Linked DNA regions of Lactuca sativa: region 1 is linked to region 2. A link is a contact called in public Hi-C data. All regions are on one chromosome and are shown on one strand. Each heading gives the region's core, a stretch centred on a gene start, on an enhancer-like site or on the middle of the called end of the contact. The rest is flanking DNA. Distances are from core to core; before and after follow the strand shown.

Region 1 (5,189 bases), core at 2,487-4,986, 470 kb before region 2:
CAGCGTACCCAGGCGAGTCCGCATCCAAATTAAGCGCATGAGTACGTGCAGCGTACTCCCCAGTACGCCCAGCGTACCCATTTGCTACAAGAACTCACTCAAGGGACCAATCTTGACAACTCGACAAAAGGGAAGGGTTAAATAGTTTTACCTGAATTTCGGGATGTTACAGTTACTCTGTAAATTCTTTTAGAACGAGGGCAATATTCTTTTAGAATAAAGAAGGCTTTAGTTTGAGGAAGGCTACTATTCTTTCAGAATGAAGAAGGGAAATATTCTTCACATGTAATCCTGGAAAATTGATCAGACCTAGACAACCAAAAAAGGTAGGGAAGCTTTAATTTTATTCTTTTAGAATGATTGTTCTCTAAGAATAAACTCAAATTTTATTCTTTTGTTTTTTTTCATATAAGAATGCAAACACATGTTCATTTTATGTATATACTAATTATGGTTATTTTAACAGGATATTTGGGTAGCATAACAATTAAGTATAGTGCATATCCTAAATCTTGTCTAGCTTAACTCTTGGGTACTTAAATTTTCCTAGAGATTTGGCCATCATAACATTTAGGTATTACCTACTCCTATATTACCAGACATCATATCTTTTAGACACAGATCATAGTTTAAATCTAGGTATAGTATCTACAACTATACTATCGTAAGGTATCTTGCTTATATTAAAATGACTTGGTATTTATAAGATAAATATTTTTATCAAATCATTCGTTAAGCATGTATCCCCCCTGAAAACATTTTAAAACAGTAAAATAGGGTCGTGAATTCACTCTAATAGCGTATCGGGGAGCACCTGAACTATTGCAACCGAAATTTCTTGCCATCGAGGGGTATTGAAGTATATAAAGAGAGTTCGGAGGTTGGTTTGAGATGAAAAACCAGGAAGCAATCACTCCTATTTATAGTGATGATGCATGATGGGCACTCTGCTGCGCGGCGTGCACTCGCTTTGTGGCCTATCCAAATCTTGCTACATGTCACCCTTTTGGTTGTCTACGTTTCCAAATCTCCAACGGATCGGAGAGCCAGATGTGCGCGACGATCATGGCGTGTAAAATAACGCACACACTTTAATTCTTTTACAAAATTTATATATTCGTCATATGAACTTTGTTTCTTACCCTCTTTATATATTTGCGTAGCTCTTTCCTAGAACTACAACTTTCCTTTAGGTTGCATCATCTAATTTTTACTTTCATTTTTAACCCACATTTTTATATTTTATAAAAATCGTATCTCCTCCATACAACTTCCATTTTTGCCTTCTTTCTTCTCAAGTTCTTATCTCATGTTTTACTACAAATTTCATTTTTGTAGTGTTAGCCAAAAAGTCAACTGTTATCTGTTTGCTATTTTTGACGTCAATAGCGTTATTAATGTGGTTGGTTTCTATTCGTCATAATAGTAACTCTTCTAATCAAAGTTAGATTTTATCGACGCTTTTAATTTTTGGGATCATTAGGTCGCGTATTTTCCAAATATGCTAACCATTTTAAAATTTTGATTACATTATTCTCAACTCAACTGTCCCTATTGTCCTTCAATATGGGAAGTTTTTGTTTTTATAAGTCGAACTTAACTCCTAGTAACAATTAATGATGGGAAATTCTCAATTGTTACAAAGCAACATGCAATGTCTCTTGTTGAAGGTACCATAGTGGAAAATTATGCAAAGTTGTGGTCCTATGGAGAGGAGATAAGAAGGTCTAATCCAGGGTCAACAATCAAGTTGTCTGTGAACTCTATGCCAGATGGGAAAACTTACTTTAGCAGGATATATATGTTTTGATGCACTAAAGCAGGGTTGGAGAATTGGTTATAGAAGGATTATAAACTTGGATGAGTGTTTTTTTAAAGGAATGTGTACTGGTCAGTTATTATGTGTTGTTGGGAGGGATGGAAACAATAGCTTGGGTTGTGGTTTGTGTTGAAAATAAAGACAATTGGAAATGGTTTTTAGAAAATCTGCAAGAAGATCTGCATCTTGAAGTTGGGTATGGTGGGACATTGATGTCAGATCTGCATCTTGAAGTTGGGTATGGTAGGACATTGATGTCAGCATAAGGTATGTTTGCGTTCATTATGTCATGCTTTATGTGTTACAATTATAAACACCTTTGAAACAAGAAACTTAGAGACTCATATGATGTTGATTTGGAAAAGAAAACATATACTTGTAGGATATGGAAACTGAATAGGTATGGTTGTGTACATTCATTGGCAGCCATTTCTTATGTAATTGGAAATGTAGAGGCATTTGTTGATCCTTTATACCGTGTTTGCATATATATATATATATATATATATATATATATATATATATATATATATATATATATATATATATATATATATATATATATATATATATATATGAACACCTACAAGTACTCAATAGGAAGCATGAATAAGAGTGCAATGTGGCCCCCAACAAACTACATAACACCATTGGCACCATTGAAAACAGTTGGTACTACGACAACATTAGTATATATTAACTGACATCATATGAAAACATTGGTTAATAGCAAGTTGATTTCATTTCCTTCATCAAAGTGACCATACATTACAAATGAGGTTATCGTGTTACCACCCCCCCCCCCCCCCCCCCCCCCCCTAAAAAAATAGATGGTTATGAAAACCCTAACATCGTCAAAAGTCACCACTGATCCAAATAACCAACAAACATCACCTAAAACACATAATCACCAACAACAAAACATACCCTAATACATACATATTATACTAGCAGATGGAGAAGTTAGACAAAAACAAACAACAACCTTCGACAACCCAAAAAACCCAAAAACAAAATGCTAAAATCGCCATCGTGCTACCTACCGACATAACTACACCCACCAAAATCCCCACCCAGAGCATTCAACACAACAACAAACCCCGATCATCGACACCACTAGAACTTCAACAACAGCTATCACAGTCACAATCTTTTTCAAGTAACTTATTTCCTCCCTAAACTCGCCTAGCTGTTGTCGTAGGTCATCTCTCATTTCCTCAATTTTCACTTGCGTTTGCATGACGTGAAGCTCGTAGTCAGTTGGCATGTCTAGGTCCGATACTCTGAAACCACCATAAGAGAAGCTTTGTTCTGATGCCATCTTCTTGATTTATAGCAGCCAAAAGGGGAAAAAATCGAAATTTGTTGTATTAACCAAATAATACGATTAGGTTAACAAAGTGGGTGGGGAACACTCATTTAGGGTACCCTTCAATTTATAATGGGGGACCATAGGGGTGACTTGGCAAAATTGGGGACCAAGATTGAAACAGTACTAATCGATTCACGTTCCACTGTAGAGACCACGACACCATAATATCATTTAAACATTTTACAATCGGTAAAATGACATTATTAAACGGTCATGTGAGAGTTAATTCCCTTAATGTGCAAATAAAAAGTTTAGTGGTCTTTTAAAACAAACTCTACAAGTTTGATGAACTAATATGGTATTTGCCTCTACTAACACAAATTTGACGAGCTAATATGATATTTGGGCCACTGAAATTAACTTAATACGATCTGATTGTTCAATTTGCTATGACAAATTTGATGAGCTAATATGATATTTGGGCCACTAAAATTAACATAATACGATCTGATTGTTCAATTTGCTATGGAAAAGAGGTAGGAGGGATAATGACAAGGGATAAAGTCAAAAACCTCTTGGAAATGTCGTTTCTAAACCGTGTCTGACAAAATCAACCCTGTTGTAGTCGTAAATTAGAACCTTCCATTCTCGTCAAACCAAAACCAGATCTGTTTCTCCTCTAGACTTTCCTCCCTTAACGCACCTTTAGATTTCCTATCCCAATCTCCCCCAGTTTTGCAGAAAGATCGATGGGTTTATCATTAAGCAGCAACAGAAGAAGAAACAACCATTATCACCATCAACACCCACCTTCTGCCGACCCTTATTCTGCACCACAATATATTTACTCTGCTCCACAACCGCCACTACCACCGCCACCGCCGCCACCACCGGCACTCCCACTGCCTACGCCCCCAGTGTTCCACCCCTACGATGCCAGTAATTACCCTAATAACGCCTTGAATGTTAGGCCCAATTTTTGGTCTTATAGTCAACAGCAAGCAAATTACAATTATGGGTGGGCGCCACAAATGCGTCTACCTTCGATGATGCCGGCTCCACCACCTCAGCCTCCGCCAGCGTATGTCGAGCATCAGCAGGCAAAGAAAGTTAAGAGTCATGTTAACGTGCATAAGGATACATTGAAGGTTGAAATCGATGAGGAGAATCCTGATTGTCATTTAGTTTCCTTCGTGTTTGATGCGATGTTTGATGGAAGGTTAGTAATCTGTGTAAATTTGTTACTACTTTACTGTGTATTCTACATATAGCTTATGTATGCGAATGATCATATGCATTATCTTTTACATTTGATGAACAATTGTGTTAGAAACTTTGATACAACCAATAACAGGATCGTATCACTTTTAGGCCTAATTTGGGTAGAATTGTGCAATTGAGGAATGTATTGGGCATGCTTATTATCATACTATAATAGAGTGGAATGAGTGATTATCGCTAGCTGAATTGGCCTATATATTGAACATAGACTGTTCACTTGTTCATAAGTTGGTTTATTGCTAGTTTGTTCCATTTACTGTTTTTATTGAGTCCCTAATAGCACCTCACTAGAATACAGATAACTAAACCCATAGCACATGTCCAATAATCTTGAACATAATCATGTTATCTACTTGTGTTTGTGTGAAAATAATCAAGATATTCATACCCAATGTATAGTAAATACAGTAAATAATCTGTAATGGTGAATATTCCACTCTCTAGATATTTATATTAGAAATTAAATTATTCAACTGTTTAGATATATTCATGTTATCTACCTTACACTACACTGAACTAAACTAGGGATCTGTTTCTTCTTTTCTCAGATAAATGATGTTTAAGAAAAAGTTAAGTTGTGCCCAACACACTAATGGAAATGAAAGGAGAAATTAAATGAGGGCAAATTTGTAAAATTTTAGGACTCTCTCAAGTCTCAAGGGGACAAAAAGTGTAGGTATCTTGAGATAGAGTTTCAACACAATTCTATGCTAGCAAAATTTTATCATGATAGGTTGTTTTTACTTTTTCGTGCCTTAAATTATAAGAGTAATTTGG
Region 2 (5,921 bases), core at 2,634-5,133:
CGGTTACTACATTTTAGGATGAAAAATATTAATTGCTCGGTAGCCATGAAGTTTTGGCCAAATAAACATCTAAAACAATTTCCAGTTAATAACGAACTTCCATACTAGAGTGGGAATGCTACATAAATACAGAAAACATCTTGAACAAAATTCAAGTTCACTACTAAAACATATCACATGACTTTTTTGGAGGTACAAAGAAAAATTCAAAATTCTATAGACAAATATCGTTTCAATAAAGCAAATAAAATTTTGTTTTGTAATTATCTAACACAGATCTAATAGATGAGTACAATATTCTCACCAGAAAAATAGTACTTAGCACCACAAGAGTAGTACCATACCCCTATTAAATATGGCAAGTGCACCAAAACCAATAATCTCACCTTATTGCACTCTTCTTTATAATGGTACATATATAGATATATATACATATAGGTATAAACTTACACATATTAAAGATAATGGGTCCCATATCATCACTACCATTGGTCCCACTTGTTTTGAGTGGCCCCACCACATTGTCCTCCATCATTTCAACCACATTTACTAATAACTAATTGCTACTTTGAATTGTTTTCAAATTTAAGATCGAAATAACTAGATTGATGCCCAATATCAGAAAAGAAAACCAATAATTTAATAACAATCACTTCAAAAAACAAACTTAAAATGGGGAAGAAATGGGGGAAACTTTCTTTTGTTTCTTAAAACCCCCAATCTCATTTTTATATTATTTCTGTTTTTTTTTTCAACATATGAACACATATAAACATCAAGCTCATAATCCATCATCATAACCATGATCATCATCATCATCATCCCCCACTCACTAGTGTCACTAACATCTCATTCTTCCCCTAAGCTTTGATAAAATATTATCATCTATATATTACTCCCCTAAGATCATAATTTAAAAAACCCTAATCCATCTTCAGGATCAAGTAAAAGTAAAACAAAAGGGAAACAACTAAAGCTAAAGAAAACCCCATCTCTCTTGGTCCTGCTTGATGGAATCTAGTGGTGGCGGAGCCGCCATGCCACCACCATCCACCGCCACCCACCGCCATCCGCCTGAGGTTTCTTCTCACATGATGCTGCAACTTGAGGTATTTTCATCACTGAAGTAGTGTGTGATAGGGTCACCCTGTGGTGGGTGGGGGTAGGGGTAGGGTGGGTAAGGTTGATATGGTGGTGGCTGCATATAGTTGACCGCCGGTGGTGGCCGGGCATACATCATTGGGTGGAATCTTTCATTACCGTTCGGGTTTTGCTGATTCATCATTGCCGCCATTTGTTGCTGGTAATAAGGGTTATTAGCCATGGATTCGGGTGCACCACCTTGGAAATATCCACCAGCACCGGCGGCACCACCGCCGCCACTGCCACCGTGCATTCCAGCACCAGCTGGAAGTCCTTGAACAGCTTGCATGTTACCCATATGACCCATGGATGCATTCATTTGACCCATTTGACCCATTTGATTCCCCATCTGTTGTTGACCCATTCGAGGACCCATCTGACTGTTCATAGGCATGTTTCCCATGAGCCCCACATTACCCCCACCACCACTCATCGCCATCATGTTTGGCATGCCATGTATTCCATCATTCATCCCACCTTTCTTACCTCCATTAACGTTCATGTTCATGTTGCCACCACCACCACCACCGCCGCCGCCGCCGCCGCCGCCGCCTCCACCCCCACCGCCTTGGCCACCACCACCATTATTCTTATTTTGACCGCCACCACCATTCTTATTTTGACCATCTTGAGGAGGTCCACCATTTTTACCACCATTCTTACCTCCTCCGCCACTCTGATTTTGGTTTCCACCATTGTTTCCGGCACCACCTTTCTTTCCACCACCATTCATCTGTACAGGAACATTACCACCACCACCACCACCACCACCTCCTCCTCCTCCTCCACCTTTCTTTCCACCACCGCCGTTATTACCCATCTGGGGAGCCGGAGCACCTTTCATCTGCTGCTGAGGTGGCATCTGACCACCCTTCATTTGCTGCTGTGGCATCGGACCACCACCTTTCATGAGATGCGGTGGTATTTGTCCGTTCTTCATATTCATAAACTGTGGCGGAATCTGCCCACTTTTCATGAGCTGTGGTAACATATTAGCCATCTGACCTTGAGGACCTCCGCCACCCATCATCACCGGTTTCTTCACAGGAACGTCATCCAAATCATCATCAAACTCATCATCATCATCATAATCATCATCAAACTCATCATCTTCATCATCGTAATCATCTTCACTCCCATCATCCTCAATAACTTTCACATTCTTCTGTGCATTCTTTCCGCCGCCGCCACCACCACCACCTCCGGGGTTGTTACCAAAAGGGGGCATTTTCATGTCCTTAAATTGGGGATGCATCTTCAGATCTTGAAACCCTTTCATTTGTTGAAGCTGTTGAAACTGTTGAAGTTGTTGTGGCGTCGGACCACCGCCTTGCTGCGGTGGTTGCTGGTGGCCTCCTCCTTTACCTTGCTGCTGCTGATTATTATTGTTATTATTGTTTCCACCGCCTTTCTGCCCCTGGTTTTTGTTATTTCCGGCACCACCGCCACCACCACCGCCTTTACCACCGTCAATCTGCATGTTCTTAAATTGATTGTTGATCTGTGGATTTGGCTTCGTCGTCGGAGCACCCCAAACCTCCGCAAGCTTTCCGCTTTTAGCAAGCCTCTTGATGAGTGTGTCTGGATCAACATCTCCCGATACTGTCACCTTCCCCTGTTCTGGATCTATTTTGATGGTGTAAACTCCTGCTCACCAAAGTAAAATTAAACCAACAAAAACATCAAATAACCATAACCCAATTCAGATTCAACATTAAAATCATTAAATTTACAGGATTTAATCAAAATACCCTCGATTTTCTGAAGGATTTTCTTCACTTTTCGCTTGCAGCCATCACAGTGGATGTTCACTTTCAGAGAGGTAGTCTGCATGGACAAACAAACAAGCAAACAATGGCTTGATGAAATAAACAAGAGTGAAGTTCAAGATTCAAAACACCATTGAATTGAAGAAGAAATTTTACTGAAATCCGACAAAAAGAAAAAGGGGAAAGAGGCATCTTTTGTTTGTATACATTTTAATTGAAATTAATTGTGAACAGACTGTTTGGTGAGAGAAAGAGAGAGAGATAGAGTTGAAAATCAACGCAAATGTAAAAGCGAGTCTGAAGATTTTTGAGTTCAAAACACGCAAAGCATTGAAAGAAGCAATATACAGATATTCATAAACAAATTCGTATAATAAAAACACACTTTTTTCTTCACACACTAACAAATTTAAGAAGGTTATGTTATTATGTATGTACCTGAATCTTCACGAACTCTTCTTTACTCATATTTTGAGGTTAAAACAAACAAAATCCAGAAAGAAAAGAGAAAAGAAAAATGTAAAACGAAACTGAGGAAATGTGATTGTGGGTTTTACAGATCTGAAGTGACAAGAAACAAAAAAGAAACAGAAAAGGGAAGAACAATCAAGAATTTGTTGTGAAAATTAAGGAAGCTAAAAATGGAGATATTTTAGTTTCTTTGATTTGAGTGAAATGAGGAAGAGAGAAGCCAAAAGGGTTCTTCTGGTTATACAACAAAGAGAACTTTGACAACAAGATTCAGAGGCGGTGGGTAGACATTAAAAAACCTCTCTCTGTGGTTTTCCTATTTCAGAGATGGAGATGATGCACAGAGACCTTTCTCTCTCTCTCTCTATCTCTATCTCTCACTGGGTTTTTTTAGGTTTATTTATTTGAGTTTTCTTTTCAATGGGTTTTATTTATAGTAAATTAGCGGCTAAGCCGGCTATTGTAAATGGCTCGGCTATGGCTCACTCTCTTTTTTGATGAATTCACATTATCTTATTTTGCTAAATATATGAAACATGGTAATCCATCACCAGATTTGAAAGTACTTAAATGTCAGATCCCTTTCCCCAAAATTATGAAATTTATCTCGCTGGATTTCATTATGAAATTTTGAATAATCGGAATTAGATGATTTATTGTAGTGGTATTCTCACTAAAACTGGCTATTAAAGTTGGTAGTGGGTACTTACAAAATACCAAAAATAATTTTTTGTGACATACAATAAAACAGCAATAATGTCCTTTGCGAGAATCATTTTTTTCAGAGGTACAACAGTTAAAACTTGCTATGTCATCGTCGGTAATAAATGAAGTTTGTGATAAGAATTATGTCATGTGTTAATTTTGTTTATTCTCTATTTGCAATTGTGTATTCGTAAGTATATATATATATATTTTTTCTCAAAGCATTAAGAAATTAAGAACGTTTATAGCTTGAGGCACATACTTTGATATTTTTGTTTACTTGAGGGGTTGGAGATTTTAGGATTTGTTGCATATATATATGAAATTTGCAATGTAACTCTTGGCCTTGTTTGATTTTGTGGTTATTGATCTATTATCTTGATTTGATTGTGTTTTCATATATTAACTCATAAGTGTGTAGTGACCAATGTTTAAAATCCAGTAGATAACTTGTTGACTAATATTCAAATTATGTTATCCTGACATTACTCAGCACTTACGATTGTGACATAGTTTCATGTTTACAACAGAAAATTAGTAGGTACACAAAAGCTATTCCGAAATCCTTGTTAGGGAAATTCCGTTTGCAAAAAATAATACCTATAAACAAGGTTTAAGTCCGGTAGTAAAAAAAGCAATTCAAACGATAAAATACATGGTATGACATTTAAAACAAAGTCCAAAAAGAAACTTAGAATGACATGAGGAGCATGATTTCACGTCAACATGGTTATCTATACTATATATTATTATAAGTATTTTGAATTAATCAACACTTATCAAGAGTTATTTTGGTTAGTTTGTTGATACAAAAGTTGGTTTTTTAATTCAATATTGTTATGGATTATTTTTATGGCATTCGCATTTTATGTAGTTATTGAGATTAAATACAGGGTTAATGTCATTTTAGTTCTATGAATTTTTTTCATTTGCTTTAAAATGTTACTAAATTTTTTTTTCATTGAAAAGAAATAAAGTCCAATTTAAAATGTTTAAAAAACCATTTTTGATGAAACAATCGGGTAAGCTGGTTGTTTGTAGGCCACACAGCTTAAATAAAATGTCATGTAATCTTTTAGGTTTAATTTTATACTGAATGAAAACTAAAAGGAAAAATAAAAAAATAATCCCCCTCCCCAACCAGACAGTGCCTACGTTCCCATCTTCTTCTTTGATTCTGACAATAGAAGAGTTGTAGATATGGGAAGATTCAATTGGATCAAAAGGAGCTGACAATTCATGTATGGAGTAGCGAACACAATAAAAACAATAGCTAAAAAGTTGTTGAATTTGCACCTGAGAGCCAAAATGCAACGAATATACCGCCTGAGCACTTCCGAGGCATGTAGAGTTATCGACGCTCTACGGTGGAACACGATGGTCAAATCTGTCGACCTAAAATCGATTACATTTCGAGGAAGAAGAACGAAGATAGGGAGGGATGGATTGATAGTGATCTTGCAGATGATTAACACTAATCAAAGTGTAACGAGATTAGGGATATTTGAATATCATAGTTTATGACCACAAGATATAATTAGAATTTTTAAGAACTTTGGGATAAATGCTAGTTTGAAGTGTTTTTCATTGCAAAGTTGTAAAGGGGTTTATGGTGATTTAGTGTTGAAGACGATAATGGAGACTTTACAGGTAAATCATTGGAAGAAGAGTTTAAACTGAGCAACACAATTCCAAACAGCACCAATAAACATGTTCATGTCTTTATAATTAGGGATTTGAATATGTCTTTCACCATTTTCATTAATTGAAGAACGAATAGAAAAACAGATTTGAAGTGAACAGGTAAAAACGAGAGTTGGTGGGTAAGGTGTT

The links. A called contact is a pair of places that touch in the nucleus more often than the background predicts.
Region 1: a contact with region 2 is called in a Hi-C map of leaf, with 6 times the contacts expected there. The contact joins the promoter of LOC111876588 here to the promoter of LOC111876589 in region 2. A contact is called at or near these places in 2 of 4 Hi-C or Micro-C datasets (leaf and seed).

Annotation. Positions count from the first base shown.
Region 1 is chr5:195,547,019-195,552,207 of Lsat_Salinas_v11, reverse strand. It overlaps LOC111876588 (probable E3 ubiquitin-protein ligase LUL4), which reads left to right and starts at 3,736. Exons shown (of 3, transcript XM_023873141.3): 1 at 3,736-4,350. The coding sequence starts at 3,881.
Region 2 is chr5:195,073,636-195,079,556 of Lsat_Salinas_v11, reverse strand. It overlaps LOC111876589 (heavy metal-associated isoprenylated plant protein 33), which reads right to left and starts at 3,883. Exons shown (of 3, transcript XM_023873142.3): 1 at 3,351-3,883; 2 at 2,895-2,970; 3 at 674-2,790. The coding sequence starts at 3,380. The coding sequence ends at 1,088.